Linked DNA regions of Gossypium hirsutum: region 2 is linked to region 1. The links are chromatin contacts, called in public Hi-C maps. All regions are on one chromosome and are shown on one strand. The core of a region is the stretch at or near the end of the contact, and the rest is flanking DNA. Distances in the headings are between cores, read along the strand shown.

Region 1 (6,880 bases), core at 2,960-5,459:
ACTTGGCTGCTCAAATTTTATTTTTGGTAAATTACAAAACTATTAACTATTTCGCTTTAAAAACTTTTAATTTCGTCCCTAATATTTTTGATTGGTTCTATTTTAATCATCTCGAAAATGATAACATAACTTTTTTGAATTGGTACAATAACACACATACATCCTCTCTATTTGGATGTTAATTCTAAATAGTCGAACAAATAACTACAAAAATTTATTTAGCCCCAAAAGCTATTTGGATTTCTCATCTTCTTCGTTGTTTTCACCTAAATTTTCTCATCTCCTTACCATCATTCATCACCTTCTTTTTACACCTAACCTTTTTTTTCTTTATGTTTTACTAAAATCCATTATTTTTCCTTGGTTTTTTTTATAATTAGGGTAAATTACTTAGTTGGTCACCCAACTTTTAAGGCATTTTCATTTTGGTCACCCAAAATGAAATTCTTACAATTTCGTCGCTCAACTTTTAAGACGATTTCATTTTAGTCACCCAACTGTTAAATCTCTAATGGTGGTTAACTGCACACGCCACATCATGTTCACGCTTTTATTTTGGTCACCCAACTTCTAAGTCGCTTTCATTTTGGTCACTCACAAAAAACTCCTTTTCTAAAATATTGATTGGGGTAAAAAAATTAGGGACTAAAATGAAAAAAATAATGGAAACTAAAATAAAACATTGAAAATTTTCAAATTGTATTTGTTTACCACATTATAGAAAATTCTAATTTTTTTAATATTAAAATTTTAAATTTCAAAACATACAAATCAAGTAAATAAATTGTTAAAAAAGAATCATCCCTTGATAATATTAATTGATTTGTAATTGTAATATTGAAGTTATTAAATTAATCTCCTTCTAAATTTTAAAATTTTATTTTATGTTTCCATATTATTCTTAATAAAATCAACTCGATAACTCGTATTTAATAATTGTTGACGAATTTTAACTTTCTTTTGATTATATAATCTTCAATCTTTCATACTAAGATAAAATCAAAGAAAAATATTACAATTAATTAAATTAATTGCAAGTTCTTCATTTGGGTAAAGAAGTGATGAAAAAATTATGGATTTTGTTTGACATGGAATATAAAATCAATTGTAAGGATTTTTCTTTGCTTTTAGCTTAGTATGAAAGACTTGAGGTCATATAATCTAAAGAAATTTGGGTTTCATATAAAATTATTAAAGATGATTTATTTAAGATGATTTTAAATTGGAAACATAAAATAAAATTTTAAGATTTAAAAGGAGACTAAATTAATTAATTTAATTAATTTCAATATGATGAAAACAAATCGATTCGCACTATCAATGTATAAAATTTTTCAATAACTTATTTAATTGATTTTGATGTTTTGAAATTTAAAATTTCAATATTGAAAAAAAATATTGAAAAAAAAATATTTTGAGCTTCCGGCAAGGGGGTAAACAAGTACAACTTGGTAATTTTTAAAGCATTATTTTAGTTTCTACCGCTTTATCCTTAATGTTTTTACCCCTGTCCAAAAATATATTTTTTGGTGACTAAAATAAAAGTATGAACATGATATAGTGTATACAAGTTAACTGTCATTAGAAATTTAACGGTTCGGTGATTAAAATGAAAGCGTCCTAAAAGTTTATTATTTTTTACCGACATCATTTTTTGATTGGTTAGATTTGCTGTATAACGAAAAGAATGTGTTTAAAGACTAAATTAATAGAATTTACAAATGTAGAAGATTAAATTTGTTGAATTATTTAGAATTAAGACTAAAATGATAAAACTTATAAATATTGAAGACCAAAAGTGTAATTGTACCAATTTAATCATTGTCATTTTCCCTCTGTTATAAACAATTTAACAAAAGATGACCAAAACAAAATCAATCGTAAATGTTAGTGAAGAAATCAAGTTTCTGTAGTTCGATCACAATCAAAATCACGTTCATAGTTGGGTGATTAATTTCATTTTTATGGTCGGAGTTTAATGCTCGAAATAATGGTGGAACTCTTTGAGCTCGCTTTCAGGCTCTTTATCATATCTATCTGAACCTCTGCCAAAAAACCCAAATCAACTGACCAAATTCAACACAAACCGCCACCTTCTTATTCAACTGTAATGGTTCATTAACAAAAAGGAAGATCATAGAGAAAACCCACCAACCCCGGAACAGCAATCGATTTTCGTCTTGTTTACAGCCAAGAAAAGTTCGAAGGGCAGCTTGAAAGCAACACTCAAAGATACTGAATGTAAATGACCTTCCTAAAATTTTAGGAATGCAATTCTGATCCCGTCTCCGAAAATGATGAATCATCGGCTGTGGAATTCTGGGCTTCTAATAGCTTCATCTGGCGTTCTGCATGCTCCCTTTCGCAAGCACTGATTCCCATAATGATATCGAGCATTGTACCGGTTGTGCCAAAGAACACAAGGGGTGCTAAAGATTTCCGCTTTATCCCCACCGGAATTGCTAGCAAAGCCCCTGCTACTGAAAACACCCATGTACCCAATGCACTGCAGATATTCCACAACAGTTACATTCGTCACAATACATCTAATGTAATGGAAAACATATAACCAAAGGAAATAAATCTGGAGATCAAGCCACCTTGCTGAGAAGATTGAGATTCACTTCATGAAGGGAAATAGAAGATGAAACTCGATGTATTGGATTGTAGTATGTTCATTGTTCATCCGGACACATATTACAGGTTAAATACTATATACTGAAAAATCCAAAAGCAGAACCAAAATGGTTGGCGAGTGGATCAGTTTAAAAAGGGCTGCAACCAGAATTCAATATACATATTGCTATCTTTACACAGATGCATGCAATCATAAACCATCAGCAATGGTTCAATTCAATGAGTTGCGAATTACTCCAAAACACCATAAGCTGTCATAGTAAATTCAATATATATATTGCTTTCTTTACGCAGGTGCTTAATTGGGCTCTTCTAAAAGTTGCAGAACCTAAAGATAGTGTTGTTCATGTTTCCCATAGTTCAGCTAAGTGCATTTCATTACTTTCCAGAGAATTTCAAGGGTTATAAAAGGTTTCTTAATAACAGTTTTTGTGCCCTAATTTGAAATTTCATTGTACATTATGCTTTAGAAGAAAAGTTGTAATTTAGAATCTTATTTAGAAGCATATGAAGGCCTATGTTCAGTAAAGAAAGTTGGTTCATTATACTTCAGGTTTGAGGGTTTGATCTGATCACTAGACTTAAGAGTCCAGCACATGATCGATTAGAATTGGATTTTTGATGCTCAGGTTTCAGGATGATCATAAATGCCAGATTTGCAAAGGTAGATTGACACGAAAAGTATTGAATAGAGAAGCAAAGAACTATATTTCTGTAACTCTAGTGGTGGGCACAAGCAAGCATGGTGTTCTTGGGTAAGGAGCAGTTGAAAGACAATCATTTTTGGTTATTCAAAGGCATGAGCTCAAGTCAGACCACGCGCAAACTCTTTAGTTTGTCATGTTTTTGCCTGTTCTGGCACTCCTCATTTTGTGAACCTGTCAAGGCTCTCCGTAGAATAGAAAGACAAAACCCCCGACCGGGAATCAGCAGTTAGCATATTGCACATTCTTGCTCTTGAATCTTGCTAAAACCAGGGTTAGAGCCATTGATAGAGAGGTTCACATAAATCCCAATTTCTTGGCCAGTGCAACTCTAAACTAGTCAAATTCTTTATAGAAGATAATTCAAACCAAACTACAAGTAAATAACAAGAATCATTTTATACTATAGAAGCACAAATTGATACCCTAAACCTAACAAGGTTGAATAGATTAACAAGAAGAATGTAAAATTTAGAGGAACAATCAAAGGAGAGAACTAACTTGGAAACTGAGCATTCTTCAAGCTGCTTAACTTCTTGCCCACCCATTTCCTTCTCTCCTAACTATTTGATTTTGACACACGTAAACGCCCCCAAAAAATGAACTTTATATCACCTAAAACGAAAGCCCTAAAACCTGAGAAACCAGCAAATCCCGATTACGTAAAAGAAAATTACTTAACAACAATATTAACCCATCAAAGTATGAATGATTTGAAGCCAACCTGAAATTTGAGAAAGGGCTGATAACAGGACTGCTTCGTTTTCTCTTGTTGCCAACAAACAAAGAGAAAGACGGGTTCTTTTCTCTTTTTTTTTCCAGGTATTTTTGAGGTGATATTTTAACGGGCCTCTAATGGGCCAAAAGTTCATTTCTTTATCATCAATGCCCATTGCCCGATACAGTAGGTTATTCCAAGGACAAGCCTGCTTGCTCGTTTAAAGGTGTTCTCTTTTTTTTTTTTGGGTTTCGATCTTTCTCTGGGCGTACCAAATAAGAAACTTTTTAACCTCGTGATGATATGAATGTTTGATTTTAGTCATCAATGATCACCGGCTATATATATATATGAAAATCATGCATCACGAGGAAAATAAAAAAAATGAACGGGGACAAAGAAAATTTATTCACGTTTGTTTAGATTTTTTTTTTGGATGTGGTACAAAGAGCAAATCATGATCAAGCCTGGAGCAAATGTACATTCAAGATAATATAGAACAAGAGAAACAGAAAGTAATTTAGAGAATAAGGTTTTTATTCATGTCCACTTGTCAAACAATACCAACCTATATATACATAGAGGAATAATAAACTATTTAACAATAATATATTTGAACTTTAAATGATGGATAATAAAGCTGATAATATTACTAAAGAAAAGGAAGAATCCCAACAACAAGATCAAGACGGTTGAAGAATCTTATCATGCCCCCATAAGATGGACAACGTTGAAGCGAGGCCAATCTTGTTGACGACATTAATGAACTATCGGCAAGGTAACGGTTTTGTGAGAGCATCAGCAAGCTGGTCGGTAGTGGAAATATGAGACACACGAAAACAACCACTTTGTACTTGTTCACGAATGAAGTGGTAGTCTAACGCAACATGCTTCATGCGCGAATGAAATATTGGATTAGCACAGAGATGAGTGGCTCTAACATTGTCGCAACATATCATTGGCTGTTGTGGTATGATGACACCAAGTTCAGATAGAAGGGAGCACAGCCAGCGTAACTCAACAGCTGTATCAGCCACGAAACAATACTCAGCTTCGATAGAAGACTGAGCAATCATTTTCTGTTTCTTCAAGCTCCAAGACACGGGATTGCGACCAAGATAGATAATATAAGCACTTGTAGAGGTAAAGCCATCTTTGTCACCAGCCCAATCAGCATCAGAGAATGCATGAAGGGCAAGAGGCGAATGATAATGGATGGAGAGGCCACGACCCAAGGTACCACAGAGATAGCGTAATAGTCATTTGATGATAGTCCAATGGTCAGTCGTGAGTTGATGCATGAACTGCGACAACTTGTTAACAGCATAGGAGATATCGGGTCGTGTTAACGAGAGATACTGAAGACTGCCAACAGTGGTGCGATAGGCAGCTACATCTGCTAACGGGGAACCAAAATGTAATGTAAGAGACACTGAAGAGGACATAGGTGTTGAAACCGATTTAGCTTCAGTCATCTGAGCTCTGTAAAGAAGGTCAGCAATGTATTTGCGCTGACTAAGAAATAAACTATTAGCATGGGGAATGACCTCAACACCAAGAAAATAATGCAAGTGACCAAGATCTTTCAATGAGAATCGAGCGGATAGGTGCTGAAAAAACTAAGGTATAGCTGAAGTGGTATTGCCGGTAACAATGATATCATTAACATAGACAAGAAGATAAATTACAGTACTGTGGCCACGAAAGACAAACAGCAAGGCATCGGCAATGGAGTTGATAAATCCAAAAGATAGCAAGAATGATCGTAATCCATGATACCAAGCACACGGAGCCTGTTTAAGCCCATAGATAGATTTTCGAAGCCGGCACACATGATTAGGATTATCACGGTTGATGAACCCCAGAGGCTAAGTCATAAACACATACTCTGAAAGGGTGCCTTGGAGGAATGCATTATTGACATCAAGTTGATAAATGGCCCAACCATGACTAACAGCAAGGCTAAGTACCAGGCGCACCGTGGTTGGTTTAACAACAGGACTAAAAGTTTCAGTAAAATCGACGCCCAGGCATTGATGGAAGCCTTTTGCGACTAGACGGGCTTTGTACCTGTCAAGTGAGCCACCAGAATAATATTTAGTGCGGAATATCCATTTACAGCCTACTAAATTTTGAGTGGGGTTCGATGGAACAAGCTCCCATATTTCATTGCGAAGAAAAGCATCAAATTCATCAGACATGGCACGCTTCCACTGAGGGTTTTTTAAGGCTTGAGTAACTGTGGTTGGTTCACGGGTAAGGTGGTGGATTTTTGCATGAAGGTTGAGTTTTTGAATAGGTTTGCGTATATTATTTTTGGAACGAGTAACAATACCGGGAGAGGGTAAATGTGGCTGTATGGTGGTGGTGGTGGTTGGTAATTCAGGTTGAGTGGAGGTTGGGAGGGTTGGTAATTCAGGTTGAGTAGGTATAGTGGTTGGTGAGACGGTTTGGTCTAGAGTAGTCGGAGAAGATAGTTGAAGGTTTGGATCGGATGAAGTGGTGGAAGGAGATGGAGCATTAGAGGCAGATGTAGTGGTAGGTGTTGAGGCGGATGAAGTAATGATTGGTATAGACAAGGAACACCATTCAAAAATAGTAACGGGAGTAGCTCTCTCGAGAGTAAGAGCAGTTTGTGTAAAAGGGAAGACGATTTCAATAAAATGAACATGACGAGAAGTATACAGACGATAGGAAGACGTGTCAAGGCAGAGATAGGCACTCTGAGAAGACAAGTAACCAACAAAGAGACAAAAGGTCGATCTGGGTTCAAGTTTGTGAAAGGCATAGGGACGTAGCCAGGGATAACAAAGGCAACCAA
Region 2 (6,880 bases), core at 2,655-5,154, 58 kb after region 1:
ACATTTCATAATTCAACACATACGTACTTACATGTTTTTGCACACTTTCACTGAATATTTATATTGTTAACACAGCATCATCACTATTGTTCGATATATTTAACATGCCCACAACATAATACAATTCACAATAGTCATCACACATGTCTCATATCACAATATCGCATCATAATAATCAATCCATAAATATTATCATAATCACATAAATTACCAAAAATAAAACAAGAGAAATAGAAAGCTTACACTAAGAATTTAGAGTAGGGACTTAGGCTACAACTAAATTTCCAAATAACACATTAAATCATGTCCACAAGTAATTATTCCAAACACTCACCAATTATGCTTTCACCGAAAAGTCGAAAGCTCAAACTAGTTATTCCTTGCCTTTATCTTTACTCGTAGAAGGTTTTACCGATTCCAATGCTTCAACAAAGTAAATCACACAACAACACAATCAACATTCAGCCAAAGACTCACTTAAACCAGCCAAAATGCAAGTATAAGCTATATTCCTCATGAAATTGAAATTTCAACTAACAAACTTGAAACTCAAATATCTTCCACTATACTTAATATTTTCGCCTAAAACTAATTTCGTTCTTATAATTATTCACCTACAACCGATTCTCAACCTTTAAAATACACAAAACTACTCAATTCATGATATCGACTTTTTTGACATGTTTTATAGCTATTTTCTAAAAATTCATTAAAACTCAAGAATTCTTTAACGAAACGTCAAAGTAAGTTTAGAAACCTCTTAATCATGCCAAAACTAATTGAAAACACTTTAAAACCATGTTTTTACTCAAAATTTCGAAATCAACCATCGACGATCCAATTTTTGGCTTTTATTCGAAACATGTGATTTAATGGCTAAAAACATGGCTTTAAAGACTAAATAACATTTAAAATTATTTAGGATTTGAATCATTACCTTAGACAATGAAAAATTGAGCATTTGATCTAAAACCCGAAAAACTCACAAGCTTGACAATGGAGAAAACTATGGTATTTTTAAGTGTTTTTCTTGGTATTTAATGGAGGTTTAAGGCTTGAATGTTGATGGAAATCATGAGAATATGATTTGGGAATCAAATTTTAAGAGTTGGGACTTTGGGAGAGTTGGGAGAGTTGGGAGAATAAAAGGACGACACAAACAATTGATGGAGAAGAATAACGTGAAAATAAAATTAGGCGGGGAAGATATAGGGTGAATTTTAAAATTTGATTAAATTGCTTTATAAAAAATCAAACTTTTGACCCTTGTACAAATCAATCCACTTTTCAAAATTAAAGGTATTTAGAACACATTTTTAAAAATTGATTTAATTTTCTAAAAATCATAGTTGAAAACATCTATGGTGTACCATGTCACAAAATTCTGAACACTTTAAGGCTAAATCCTAAAATTCTATCTTGATCAATCATATCCCACTACATAAATTGTGGCATACCCAACATTAGTCTTTATAGTATAACCTATTATGGTAGACGTCTGATTATGTCAAAATATACAACTCACTATGTTGGGATAATGATGATCTCAAGTCTGAGGATCATATACATATCTATCACTATGAGAAATGTTGTGACCATTACATAATAATATTATAACCATACTCATAGTGAGTCAATCCAGTATGTTGTTCTTTAACACATACTCATGTATCGATTTTGACATCCATATGTCAATGACAACATTTTTTCATCAATCAACTACACATTAGTTTCAATGTATTATCATTGTCCAAGCCCACAATAATACTTAACTAAGGACCTTTTTAAGAATAATCATATTGTGCTCAGGACTTTATTATTAACCAATTTATTTATATACATAGAAAAAGAAACTGAAATAACAATGGCAATGCCTTATATTAACAAACAAGGTAAAACGAGTATGTGATTATATTCATTTCTAAAGTAATCACTGAAAGAGAAGTTTTGACTGCTAGACAAAAACGTAGGATCGAACTAACTAGACTAGAGAGACACTTTCCTAATAGACATTCCAACTAACTAGACTAGAGAGACACTATTGGACTTAAAAATTTCGTTGGGGAATTTTATCAAATAGTGCCATATCAAACAGTGAAGTCTTTATCTCTTCATTTAAAATTGTTTTTCCTAAGAAAATTTCATTATTAAGATCAAGTTTAAGAAAAGAAACATAAAGCAAAGAAGTTATGCTATCCGATAATTCACTATACAACTTCTGGAAGAACTTAATTGCCTCATCCTGGATATCCTTATCTTCAAACAACCAATCATCAATATCATTCTTTAAGGCTAAGATCATGTTGTGCTTCTTTCTCTGAATCGTACGAGAATGAAAGAACTTAGTATTTCAATCCCCAAAATGCAACCAGTCACATCTCGCTTTCTGCTTCCAAACCAGCTCTTCATGGTGAAACACATCTTCCAAATCCTCTTGAAGCTGTAATTCTAAAAGACTTAAGTAAGCAGAATTTGATTCTTCTAAGGCCCTTTGGATACTCGCCAATTTTTGCATCAATTTCGTTTTATGGACCTCTAACGACCATAAACTAAATAATTCCAGTCTTTAATGTTGTAGGTAAAATGATACAGAGATTCAACCATGTTACTTTGAGAACACCACTTTTCCTTAACAAAATTTGAGAAATTAGGATGCTCTACCCAACCTGCCAAACATCTAAAGGGGCGTCCTTTTGGAAAATTAACTTTCGACTTGAGAGAAAGAGGCAACGTCCTATGATCCGACTTTATCCTCAGGAGATGGGTAAAAGAACAGTAGACAAATAATATTTTAATAACATTGTTGAAACTCAAATTGCAACATTTAGAGAAGACAATCGATATTTTATATACTCAATTATTTTTTAGATTTAATTAATTTATCAATGTGAACGATCTCTATTTAATCTACATTATATAAACAACTATTAGTTGATAGATATAATAAAAGTACCAATAATAAAATAATAATAAAAGTCAAACATATTAATTAGAATGGAAGTCAAACATTTTTTTTTTGGTGACTGAAGCAAAACGACTAAAATTTGATTTTTCGGATATTTTCTTTAATGCTACTTGAATGAAAATGTGCAGTTATTTGGTGTTAATGTATCCATTTATAGTGCTAAATTTTCATTTTAATTAGTATATAACTGTAACATTTATTGATTGATATTTAATCTAAAATAATAAATGTAAATGAATATAAATACAAAATTTATTTCGATATTATTATGAATTTATTTAATAAAAGTATTTTTAATTAATATTATTTTTATTAATATACTAAAATATTATTTTCTAATATCAATTTAATAATATAATGGACAATAAAAATGTTTTAGCGATTCAAAAGTTTCTTCACAACTTATATATACATAGAATACAGATTGTAGCTTGAGAAAGTTACTAGTAACTTTTAATAATATTATTTTCGTTTTGATTGAGATGGTGTGACTCATAATTAGGTCTCAACTCAGTTGTTATATAATAAAAAAAATATTTATTTTAATAAAGTAATAAATATTAATTCAATGGTATTTATTTTATTTTATATTAAATCTAAAAAAATACTTATAATAAAATTGGAACCCAAAATAAAGATATATACTGTGGTTTGAGGAGCCACTCTCTTCCGTGGTTAATTCATTGTTAGCTTATTGTAATGTTTCTATGCTGGTTTAATTTGAGGGTTTGATGTAACAGCTTTCTGTGCTTTCCTTCTCCATCTCTTACAACTTTTTCAAGTTTTTTGTTACCATGCAATGCAAATCGAAAACAATTACGGATATGAGAATGGAGGACTGGCATATGAAGCATGTCCATTTTAAGCAGCAATTTTGTAATGTGTGATTCGGATTTCATTTTCAGGTCTACTGGGTGGATGAGTCTTGTTCCTCAGCCTCCATTTCTGGTACTCGCAGTATAGAAAACCTATGTATATGGGTGGCTCGCTGATGTCTTTACCGAGCCGTGGCAATGTTTCAACCCATTTATTATAAATTTTACATTTTTTGTCATAACATTATTATTAATTTCAATTATCGACTATAAAATGGAATTAAATCCGTTTAATTAGATACAGAAATTTTCAAATCACATCAAGACATTTAAGTGCTTGACACGATTGCTAGTTCGGACCAAACTAAAGCCCTCAACTTGGCTCAACAAGGATGGGCTTAGAAGCCTCTTTTAGGACCCACATAATCACCATGAGGCCGTTTCTTGGGCACCTAGGCTCACTATTTTGGGCATGAAGTCCATTCCAAAATAAGACCATATTCCACCTCTCATAAGAGTTCAAGTATACCTAATCATGGGACAGGTCACCAGCTCAGTCATGAAAATCCATTAAAAAAGTAAGAGAGTTTGGACAAAAATATAGGTTAAAAATGGGTTTGGGCAAAAAATAATGCCCGTTTTCTAAACGGGTCGGGCTTTGAGTAAGATTTTTTTAGTTCCAGCCCAACCTGAATTTGCCTAATTTATTTTTCACTATTGTTTTGCTGCCATTTTGATATTGTTTTGCTACCATTTTGCTATTATATTGCTACTATTTTATTGTTATTGTTTGAATATTGTACAACTATTGTTTTATTATTAATTTTACTACTATTTTTAGAGGCATTTGCTTGCTAAGTTGCAACTATCTTAGTGTTATTTAAGTACAAAATCTTTTTTAATACATTTTCAATTTGTTAGAAAATTTTTATTTTAATGCTTTTAGTGTATTTGATAAAAATTATATATTTTTAAATATTTTTATATAAAAGATAATATAATTTTTTTAATACGATCGGCCTAGACTTGGGTTTAACATTTTTATCTGGTCTGAGCTTAGACAAAATTTTAAACTTATTTTTTCAAGTCATGCCTAACCTAAATATAAAATTTTACATTGACCTAACTCGATCCATGATCTGATTTAAGTGCAAGTTAAGATTACAAGTGAACACCTCTTAAACCCTCTTACAAAAGCTAAGTTGTGTGCTTGCACACACAATTGAAACCATTTATTATATTTAAGGGTAATAAATTATGAAATTTTACAAACATGACGAGAGATGTTCAATAATTTATTACTCACAATATATTACAATTTATGCATAAATAAAGTAAGAAAGAAAAATCCTAAGTGAAAACATCCCAGTCCCAATCACATTTCAACTATGTAACATCAATTTCTTCTTTCCATTGGCATAATAGCATGCTTACTATGCAAATACAATCATTTAAATTCTCATTCTTATTGCTTTGCAATTACAATTAAAGTTTTCCGATCAACTAAGTAAATCATTTTTTCAACGTTTAAAGAATAGGAATAACAAAAACTCTATTTCCTCCACAGTTCTTAAACAATTAAATATGGGCGTAGTGGGTGGATTTATAATGACACACAAAAAAAAATATAAACTATTTTAAACTCAAATTGTTACTTATTGATCAAGTGTTCACTTTTTTAAGTGTAATTTAAATTCGAATCACAGTTGTTTTATATCAATATTTGCATTCTCCATTAGAAACCTCAATGTGTGCACTAAAAGCCGGTTCCATAAATGTAAAAGATCATGTGATAACTGTGGATTTGTATGCTGGGCAACAGAAGGTTCTATCATGCTTTGTGAATTCTGAGAAGCTAATCCCATTATGCTAGATGAAGTTCCCCCAATCTTTCAACAACATATGTAGAAATGGTCTCAATTTTTTTGCATCCATGGTAGCCATTCGTTTTATGCTGATATTGACATGTTAAAGAGAACATTTTCAGTTTTCATGCACTTAATGAATTCCGGCAGTAATAATATTGTGAATTTTTTTTAAAAGTATTTCAAATTAAACTTCTATCTTCTAGTCGCTTAGCAAAATAATGAGTTATTGATGAAAAACCGTGAAATTAATTTAATTAGTTTTGCTCCATTTGTTGAAGTGAGTATGGTATATATAACAATTTTGAAAGTAAAAAATATAAATGTATTTATCGTGGTCATAGCTTTAGCATGGTTGGGATATAGTCAGGACATAATAAATACTGTTATTATGATGATACTTCTAACGACCAGAAAAAGAATAAAGGTAGAAGACAATAAAAGGGTAATCAAGACTTATGTCCATCTATCATCTTACACAAAAATGATTTTAAAGAAATTCTACAGGAATAAAACACATCAATTAAACACCACGATAATTGTAAGATCATTATATGTGAATAAAAATCTCCTTTATTCTTATGAAAATGACGAAGTACTCCAAAATTCTAAAGTACCATATCTTAATGTTGTAGGGAAACTAATGTATTCTACAAATAATACATTTGCTATAATTATATTAAAAAGATGTAACTCTCATGCAACATGAAAAAATTATAGTGGAATTAAACATATATTTAGATATTTTAGAGGCAGTAAGTTTCTTCAATTAACCCAGTAAGTTAATTGAAAGGTGAAGTATATAAGAGCATAATGAAAAGTATGATATATGTTTATATGTTCTATAAGGAAGAATTATGCTCCCATTTATGTCTTATATTTTTCTCCTCCCTCTTGTTCTTGGTATACTTTCTATGCAGAGCAGGCTTATGTTCCTAGTTGCTACGAAGACTGAAGTTCTCATCTTCAATTTTTAGAACATGGGGATTATTGCTTCAATCTCAAGACTATAAACCTGGCAATGGGCATGCATCGCTAAAGTCTCGAACATCAAACTTATGGGCCTTTAGGTACCCAAAAAGACTTTTGGGCCTTCACAAACAATTATTAAACTATCACAATCTTCTTTCAGCATTTAATATTTATTTCGCTTAATATAAACATTTGATATCTGAATTTGACATTTTTTCTTAATTTGGTATCTAAGAGTTTTTGGGTTCAATTTGATACCTAAG

Evidence for each region. Hi-C and Micro-C count contacts between places; a contact is called where the count stands out from the background.
Region 2: a contact with region 1 is called in a Hi-C map of fibers, with 4 times the contacts expected there. The contact joins the enhancer-like site here to the promoter of LOC107901400 in region 1. A contact is called at or near these places in 18 of 34 Hi-C or Micro-C datasets (anther, callus, fibers and 3 more).

Annotation. Positions count from the first base shown.
Region 1 is chrD06:6,198,135-6,205,014 of Gossypium_hirsutum_v2.1, forward strand. It overlaps LOC107901400, which reads right to left and starts at 4,210. Exons shown (of 3, transcript XM_016827391.2): 1 at 4,066-4,210; 2 at 3,843-3,977; 3 at 2,076-2,506. The coding sequence starts at 3,889. The coding sequence ends at 2,263.
Region 2 is chrD06:6,256,842-6,263,721 of Gossypium_hirsutum_v2.1, forward strand. No RefSeq gene overlaps it. Among protein-coding and RNA genes, the nearest start is that of LOC107901401, 15 kb to the right of the region's middle. Within about 2 kb of position 3,905, at least 4 of the 9 cell types and tissues checked have an H3K27ac peak or open chromatin away from gene starts, as enhancers often do. A contact at or near this core is called in fibers, hypocotyl and leaf, where this site is marked.